2 separate regions of the Gossypium hirsutum genome follow, and region 2 is linked to region 1. A link is a contact called in public Hi-C data. All regions are on one chromosome and are shown on one strand. The core of a region is the stretch at or near the end of the contact, and the rest is flanking DNA. Distances in the headings are between cores, read along the strand shown. Region 1 holds the start of LOC107949022 (mitogen-activated protein kinase homolog MMK2-like). Region 2 holds the start of LOC107947066 (reticulon-like protein B3).

Region 1 (3,835 bases), core at 299-2,798:
TGACAAAAATACACCATGGTCGGTTTGGAAATCTGATTTTTCTGATGGAATCTTAAAAATATGTCCAAAATTTATCCTGCGTCGTGCTTATCATTTCTTTATTGTAAATTATATTTGTATAAACTCTAATATCTTGAATTTTTTTTTGGGGGGTACTCTAGTAGCTTGGTCTCTGATGGATCTGCAGGAGGGTTAACTAGGCATAGGAGTTTGCACTTCCAAACCCTCACCGATCTCAAACCAATAAAGGGTCCAAAGGAAATACTGCATGGAATTGGCTCGTGCTTTTTATGCTTGGCTGACAACTTTAGTAGTGGTAGTTGGGTGCGAGTTTGGTAGTAGGGTTAAATTAAAAACAAAAGTTGGAAAATCTGTATTGAAGTATTAAGATGGTTTATGGAATATAAGTTTAAAAATTGTGATTATTCTAAATTAAATTAAAATTTTTATAGTAAATTTTTATTTTTTTATTATATAAAAATAAAAAATTATATTTAAAATAGTGAAAATAATTTAAAAATTCTTAAAAAGTTATATTTCAGAATTCAAAAATTTTATTTTGTTAAAATAAGTTTAAAAATTTAAAACTCAATCCAACTTATGAACCTAGTTAGTAGAATTGTAACTGTCAGTGCTTACCTGTTGTATGGCTTATGTGGTGAAAAGCTATAGCATGAAGCTTGGCTGGCTGCCGGTTATCATTAATAGGTGTGCATTGGACCCTTTGGACTGTGTGAGCCTTAAGTTTCATCCGTTAATTATGGACGCGCCTAACAAATCTCATTCTCTTCAATGTTATTTCTATATTCAACTACTTTAATTTACAATAAATTTAGGTCCAAATATATTAATATACCAGTAAAATTATCTTTCCAAACCTTTTTGTTTATTACCGTATGTACTCAAGGAAGCATTAAGTTGATTTATTAAATAAATCCAAGTGCTGCACTTGGCAAAGCAATTTGATCAACCTTCTGATGGCGATTAGAATTTGGAGGAACCAAGAAAATCGCTTTATTGTTCAATGAATCACATTCCTAAAACTCAAAGTCACTGCGCGCCCAATAGTTCTTTTCATCATACAATATAATTCAACAACATGGGCCTTAATCCAGCACAGCTGCAAAAGGCAGGCCATGATAGTCCAATGAAGCCACACAGTATACCCAGAAATCTAGGCCTTAATCAAGTCCCATTCCAATTATGGGTTTATAGTCCAAAAAAAAGAAGTGTGATTAAAAAAGGCGCAGGTTAGTTGCCACTTGCCATCATGTACTGTGCTGCCTCCCAAGCAAAAAGGGGGCAGGGGTTAAGACAGCAAGCGTCCCGTGATCAGCACAACCACCATATCCAGAAAGCAGTTGGCTAAACAAATACTTGGCACCCATCTACTCATATCTCACTTGGGTGATGTTAAAAGAAACCACATGTTAAGCTGCGTGAAGGACTAATTTTATTTTTAATTAAAAAAAAATCTTAAGAAAACTACAAAAGTCTCCTTACATTTCACGGATTTTCGAACCATAAAACTTTTGATCATATCAAAGCCAAAAGAAAAAAAAAAAAACACTCTCTTCCAAAAAGTTTCGCAAAGAAAAGAAAAGAAAATTATACAAAGCAAAATTGCCAAGAATGAATCTCCAGATATAGCGCTGAAAGGAAACAAACCCAGTCTGAGTTCTTTGTTTAAAGATTTATATACATATTTTGAGCTGGTTAGCAGGTGAAGCAGAAAAAATGAAAAAGGAAATGGGGAGTACAAAACATTCAAGCTCGGAGGGAAGCAGTATCAAAGGAGTGCCGACACACGGAGGAAAATATGTTCATTACAACGTGTATGGTAACTTGTTTGAGGTGTCCAGTAAGTACGTACCTCCTATTCGTCCTATCGGTCGTGGTGCTAATGGCATTGTTTGGTAAGTTTTCTTTTTCATGTTTAACTCAAACTCACAAATTAAATAATTTGATTAGATCTAGGCCATCAAAGTTTTTTTAAGATAAGTTTGTCCCTGATGATTGTGATCTTTTACGTGGTGGGTTGATATTATCATATGTATCCTAGTCAAGTGAACATTTTCTTCGTAATTTGTTGAATTTAATTGAGTGATAATAGAATTTTTGCCCTTTATGTTTATGATTATGATTAGGGGGCTTCCTTTTTTATTGTTTGTTTCTTAATATTTTCAGTTTATGGATAAATAGGTAGCATATAAATAAATCATTCACTATTTCTCTTATTGTTAGGTGTATGTTAGATGTAACTTATAGGTTTTTCAAAAACATATGTGCCCAAGTTTGATATTTGCTTAGAAAAAGTTAAAAAAAAAAAAATTCTTCAATTTTCCATTCAATTATTGACGATATTTTTTTCCTTAAATTTTCTGTCAATACCTGCATATAATCGTACCAACTTAAAAAACAAATTACTATGAAGCAGTAAGCATATATGTGACAGAAAGTAGTAATTGAAAAAACTAATAGAATTTCAAATTTCCCCTAAAATTTTGAGAAATTAAAACTTTTAACTTTTTAAGATGGATTAAATCTGTAAACTTTGCTAAAATACAGGGAGTGACAGCATAGTTATAACCAAAAGAGAACTTTTTTTAAGTATATGGATTAAAAAACTCAAACTTTGCTAAAATACAGGGAGCAACAGCATATTTTGACCAAAAAGATTTCGTGATATTCTAAAAATGAAATAGAAGCACTGCTTATGCCTGTAGTAAAGTTCTCAAAAAACGTCCTTCCTCACATCTCATGTCGCTTGACATTTCTTTTTTATTTAAATACCAATTGGCATTTCACATTTGGATGCATTGCTGATGTGGGACTGAATTAATTTGACCTCTTCGTTGCTCTATTTTCAGTGCTGCTGTCAATTCAGAGACGCGTCAGGAGGTTGCTATTAAGAAGATCGGTAATGCATTTGATAACATCATAGATGCCAGAAGGACACTGAGGGAAATCAAGCTTCTTCGTCACATGGACCATGAAAATGTAAGCTCCCTCAGGATTCATCATTCTTCTACGGTGTAATGTATGCCTGGAAATCCCGCATTCAATTCTCTTTTTTTGCAGGTGATTGCCATCAAGGACATCATTCGACCACCGAAGAAGGAGACCTTCAACGATGTTTACATCGTTTATGAATTGATGGACACCGATCTTCATCACATAATCCGCTCCGACCAGCCATTGACAGATGATCATTGTCAGGTTTGGATAAACAGGCTTTGTGGGTGACATTCATATATGTTGCCGATATACTTTACGTTGCGTTTTCCTAACATCATCATCATCATCATACTACTACTACAACCAAAACCTTGTTTGATTTAGCATGAATCTGATACTGAATGGGAACCTTTTTTCCAGTACTTTCTGTATCAGTTGTTACGAGGACTGAAGTACGTGCATTCTGCCAATGTTTTGCACCGTGACCTTAAGCCAAGCAGTCTGCTTTTGAATGCAAAGTGCGACCTTAAGATCGGGGACTTTGGATTGGCTAGGACCACCTCCGAAACAGATTTCATGACCGAGTACGTCGTCACTCGTTGGTACCGAGCACCAGAGCTGCTTCTCAACTGTTCCGAATACACTGCTGCCATCGATATGTGGTCTGTCGGCTGCATATTCGGAGAAATTATGACAAGAGAGCCTCTGTTTCCAGGCAAAGATTACGTTCATCAGCTGAGACTCATCACTGAGGTACTCAACTTCTGTTGAAGTATTCTAGCCATGGTCTTAAAACGTAGGTTCACTTCTAACATTGTTCATTCTTTTTTTGTTCCAAAAGCTGATAGGTTCACCCGATGACGCTAGCCTCGGATTT
Region 2 (3,830 bases), core at 2-2,501, 150 kb before region 1:
ACACTAGTGTGAGAAGGTGGTATTCGAGCATTTCAAACAAAATCCATATCACAGTTGCGACACCGAGCGCTCCTGCCGATATCTTTTTGTTCCTCCAAAGGAAAATGTCAGCCGCTGTTACACATACATACGCATCATTAACAAATTACACTAAAAAGGTAAGAAGAACTGATGATAACTTAAAAATATCAAAATATTATCATAGGGGAAGGCTATTGATAATGAATACTACTATGTTCTCAAACTTTTAACATAATCCCAGAATTTTTTTTCGCTGTTATAAATCAAAAGAGTAAACTTTACTAGAACCAATTGCATCAATTCAGTCGAAGATCTAGAAATACCCTAATTTTTATTTCAATGCCAAAACAAGCAATTAACAGATCAAACCAAAATTAAGCTCAAACAACATCAATTCATCAAAATTGAAAGCTCCGGTATTATATTAGAAAAAAAAAAGAGTGAAGAACGACGCATTCCCAAATCCCAACCGCACTTGCATCAATAATGTTAATTCACCAACACGGTGATCTGTGTATTGGCCTTAACAGACACTGGTGTTCACTAAAGGGCTGATGCTTAAGGGAAACGATTCTAACTTCATAAACAAGGTTCATACTTTATATGCTTTTTTTTCCCTCTAAACAAAAGAGCGATGCCGAGCTCTAGCTCACGCTTTGGAGAGCGGGTAAGCGCTTCATGGCAGAGTCCTAGCAGATCTTTTGTACCATCAATATATAGATGAAACTAGCATCAACAAAACAATTTTCTTGAAAAAAATGAAGGGTTATTGTTACATACGTTTGCCTCCACCGAGAACGTGGTGAACGGGCTTTTCTCTTCCAAAAAGACGGAAGACCTTGGCCTTGATCGATGATTCCGATGGCTTGTCATTATCGGAATCCGATGACGACGAATCATGACCTTGGATCTTCTCGGCTATCCTTTCCATCAACGATTCCTCGTGCTTCTTCTCTTCGTGCTCAGCCATTTTTGAAAAAAGTGTTGAAGATCCGACGAAAAAAAAAAGAGAAAACCCCGAAAAAGACTCGAGAAATGAAAGATTTTTGTAGCGCTCTTTCGTAAGATAGAGACCTTTTTTGCGGCTAAATAGAGAGCGTACACGTTCGATTTAATCCGGACCACTAAATGGAAGGTTTTGATCCGGACCGTTTATAGGTTTGGAACCCGAACGTGGAGGTTCGGAAGAAACCGAAGCGAAGTGGAGCAGGTGAAAAAATGATAATAAAATGAATGAGGAATTTACGTTTTAATATGTTTTTATAGGTTCGAGGATTAACGGCCGTTTAATGTTGACGGAGACCTTCGAGAATGACGCAACCAAACTGTTATTATTATGACACGTGGAGTTTCGTCAGTCTTGTTGATTTGTAATGATAGGTAAGTAAGTCATATTAATATTGTGGGTTTGCATGGGCAGCTAAGAAAAATCCTTAATTGTTAAGCAAAATGGTGAGAACTTTTTATTATTTTAATCCATAATCTTTGAAATTTTTCAAAATTCTTTTATATCAATATTTATGTTTTTATGATTAAAATTTAAATATTTTTAAATTATTTATTTATATTTAAATTAAAAAATAAATTTAAAATTTAAAAATTTATTCAAACTCAACTCAATTTAAATTAAAATTTCAAACTAAGTATCAGTGTGAACATATATGGCATGCATTACATTGTATTTCTTAAAAGAAAATATTAATTGGTTTTAGTTTTTCGTTTGAGGTAGGCTGGAAAATGTTATTATATGTTTTTTTATAATTGAAATTTGGTGTGATGTGCCTTCCACCAAAAATAAATAGAACGATATCTAGATGTTTCAACAAAATATTATTAATGAAATTGACCTATAAAAATGCAGACTATTAATAGTACCTAATATAAGCTTGTTGGTATGGGTTTAAAGTTTGATGTTTTGTTTTTGGTTGGATTAGTATTTAATAATTTTAAATAATAGTAGTAGCACATAAAAGAAAAAGAGAAGCATAGACGATATGGGATGGGATCGGTTAAGTGGAGTGAGAATTAATCGAAGTATTAGATTGAGGAAAGACATTAAATCGATTGATTTGGAAATTTATATAAGTCAAGCACAAAATCGATTGAATCGAGTTTTTAATATATTTTTTTTATTTTTATAAATTTTTTAATGTATTTAATCGAACCAAATGAGTTGGTGAATAGATGGTTTGATCAGTAAGACTACATATTTAATTTTAAAAACTTTAGTTTAGATGATTTATGAAATATAAGTAAAAAAATGTTATTTTTATTTAATTTAGAATTAATTGTAACTTTTTTTATCGATTATTTATATTTTCTTAATTTTTTAAAAGTAGAAAAAATTTTGAAACTTTATCAAATAATGTTTAAAAGTCATAAAAAAAACCCATTTTGTAAAATAAGTAAAAAAAAAACTTAAAACACAAAATTAGCATAAAAAACCAAGAATCAAACCGATTATAAATGATCCAAAAAATTTTAAAAATTCAATAGAACTTAAACTCATCATTGTAAAGCAATGCCAATTGAAATTTTTTAATTTCACAAATTCAAATATTACTACATATCTTTTTTTCAAAAAGAAAGTTTTAATGCTTTCTAAATATTTTTCAAGTTCATTTTACAATTTATTTTTAGAATTTGTGATAATCTCTCCTAAAAATATCTCTCTAAAATTCCAACCCATTCTCCCAAAAGTGCATTAATATTACAAGTAAAATGATAAAGTGCTCGTATTTCTATGTAACCTCAGTCCTACCTCTTAAAAAAACCCCTCATGCATCCATAGATTAAAAATTGTCAAAAACGGAGGTGGGATAAGTTCTACGATGTTGGGCATGTGTTAGAAAAGAAACAAACAAAAAAAAAAGAAGAGAAATTTTATAGCAAAAAGTATGAATTGGTTGGTTTGGTTGGCACATATTCCACAAACAAAATTCAAAGTCACAACAGGTTCTTCTGCTGCTAAACATTTTAGATTCATCCACTGTATATGGAGTATGGACTTCCATAAATATTTAGCCATTTTAAATTAAAAAATTGAAGGTAAAGCTATATCCCAGAAGTTTAGTTTGTACATACAGAAACTTAGCCATATTAATTATGATGTATGAAACATATATGCATCATTGTCCTTACAGGCTTACACCATCATCCAAATAGCTATACAAAAGGAGTTTTCCTTATGGGGCCAGATGAAGAACAAATATACTTTCTCCAAATGGAAGCTAACAAAAGCTTAAACAGGAGACAAAGATGTGATGATAAAAAAAGCATCAAAACTTGTAAAACACCAACATCTAACTGTCAAAACTCTTTACAAGATTGCAATGTTTAAAGTTTGAATTTTTTTTTTAAATTTGATTTAGGATTAGGAAATTATTAATCATCTTTGACATGATATTGATGACCCTACTTCCAGCTTCTATATGACAAAGCCTTGATAAAAGGTGCTCACAGTTCATGAGTACTGTACCCCAAGCAAGAAAGAAGTGACACATGGTGTCCATTTCCAGCTCCCAACTAATAGGATTAATATCATAATTCATAACTTGTAGTAAAAGGCAGTAGGTTCAGCCCAAGGGCTACCATATCTGTGCTTTTCAATCCAAATGATGACCCTCTCATGGGGGGATGAAAATGAAAAAAAGTAATGTTATGAACTCATGATACTCCTATTTCTGGTGCCTGCTAACCAATCAAAATATGAATTTGCAGAAGAAGCCTTACATTCATTCATACATACATACATACATACATATGGGGTTTTTGTAATTTGTGAAACTTAAGTTGAATTTGAAATGTAA

Evidence for each region. A called contact is a pair of places that touch in the nucleus more often than the background predicts.
Region 2: a contact with region 1 is called in a Hi-C map of leaf, with 2.4 times the contacts expected there. The contact joins the promoter of LOC107947066 here to the promoter of LOC107949022 in region 1. A contact is called at or near these places in 2 of 34 Hi-C or Micro-C datasets (both in leaf).

The regions. Positions count from the first base shown.
Region 1 is chrA12:105,088,500-105,092,334 of Gossypium_hirsutum_v2.1, reverse strand. It overlaps LOC107949022 (mitogen-activated protein kinase homolog MMK2-like), which reads left to right and starts at 1,548. Exons shown (of 6, transcript NM_001398889.1): 1 at 1,548-1,916; 2 at 2,871-3,000; 3 at 3,082-3,219; 4 at 3,379-3,711; 5 at 3,800-3,835. The coding sequence starts at 1,738.
Region 2 is chrA12:105,242,010-105,245,839 of Gossypium_hirsutum_v2.1, reverse strand. LOC107947066 (reticulon-like protein B3) reads right to left here and starts at 1,251. Exons shown (of 5, transcript XM_016881614.2): 1 at 802-1,251; 2 at 1-114. The coding sequence starts at 991.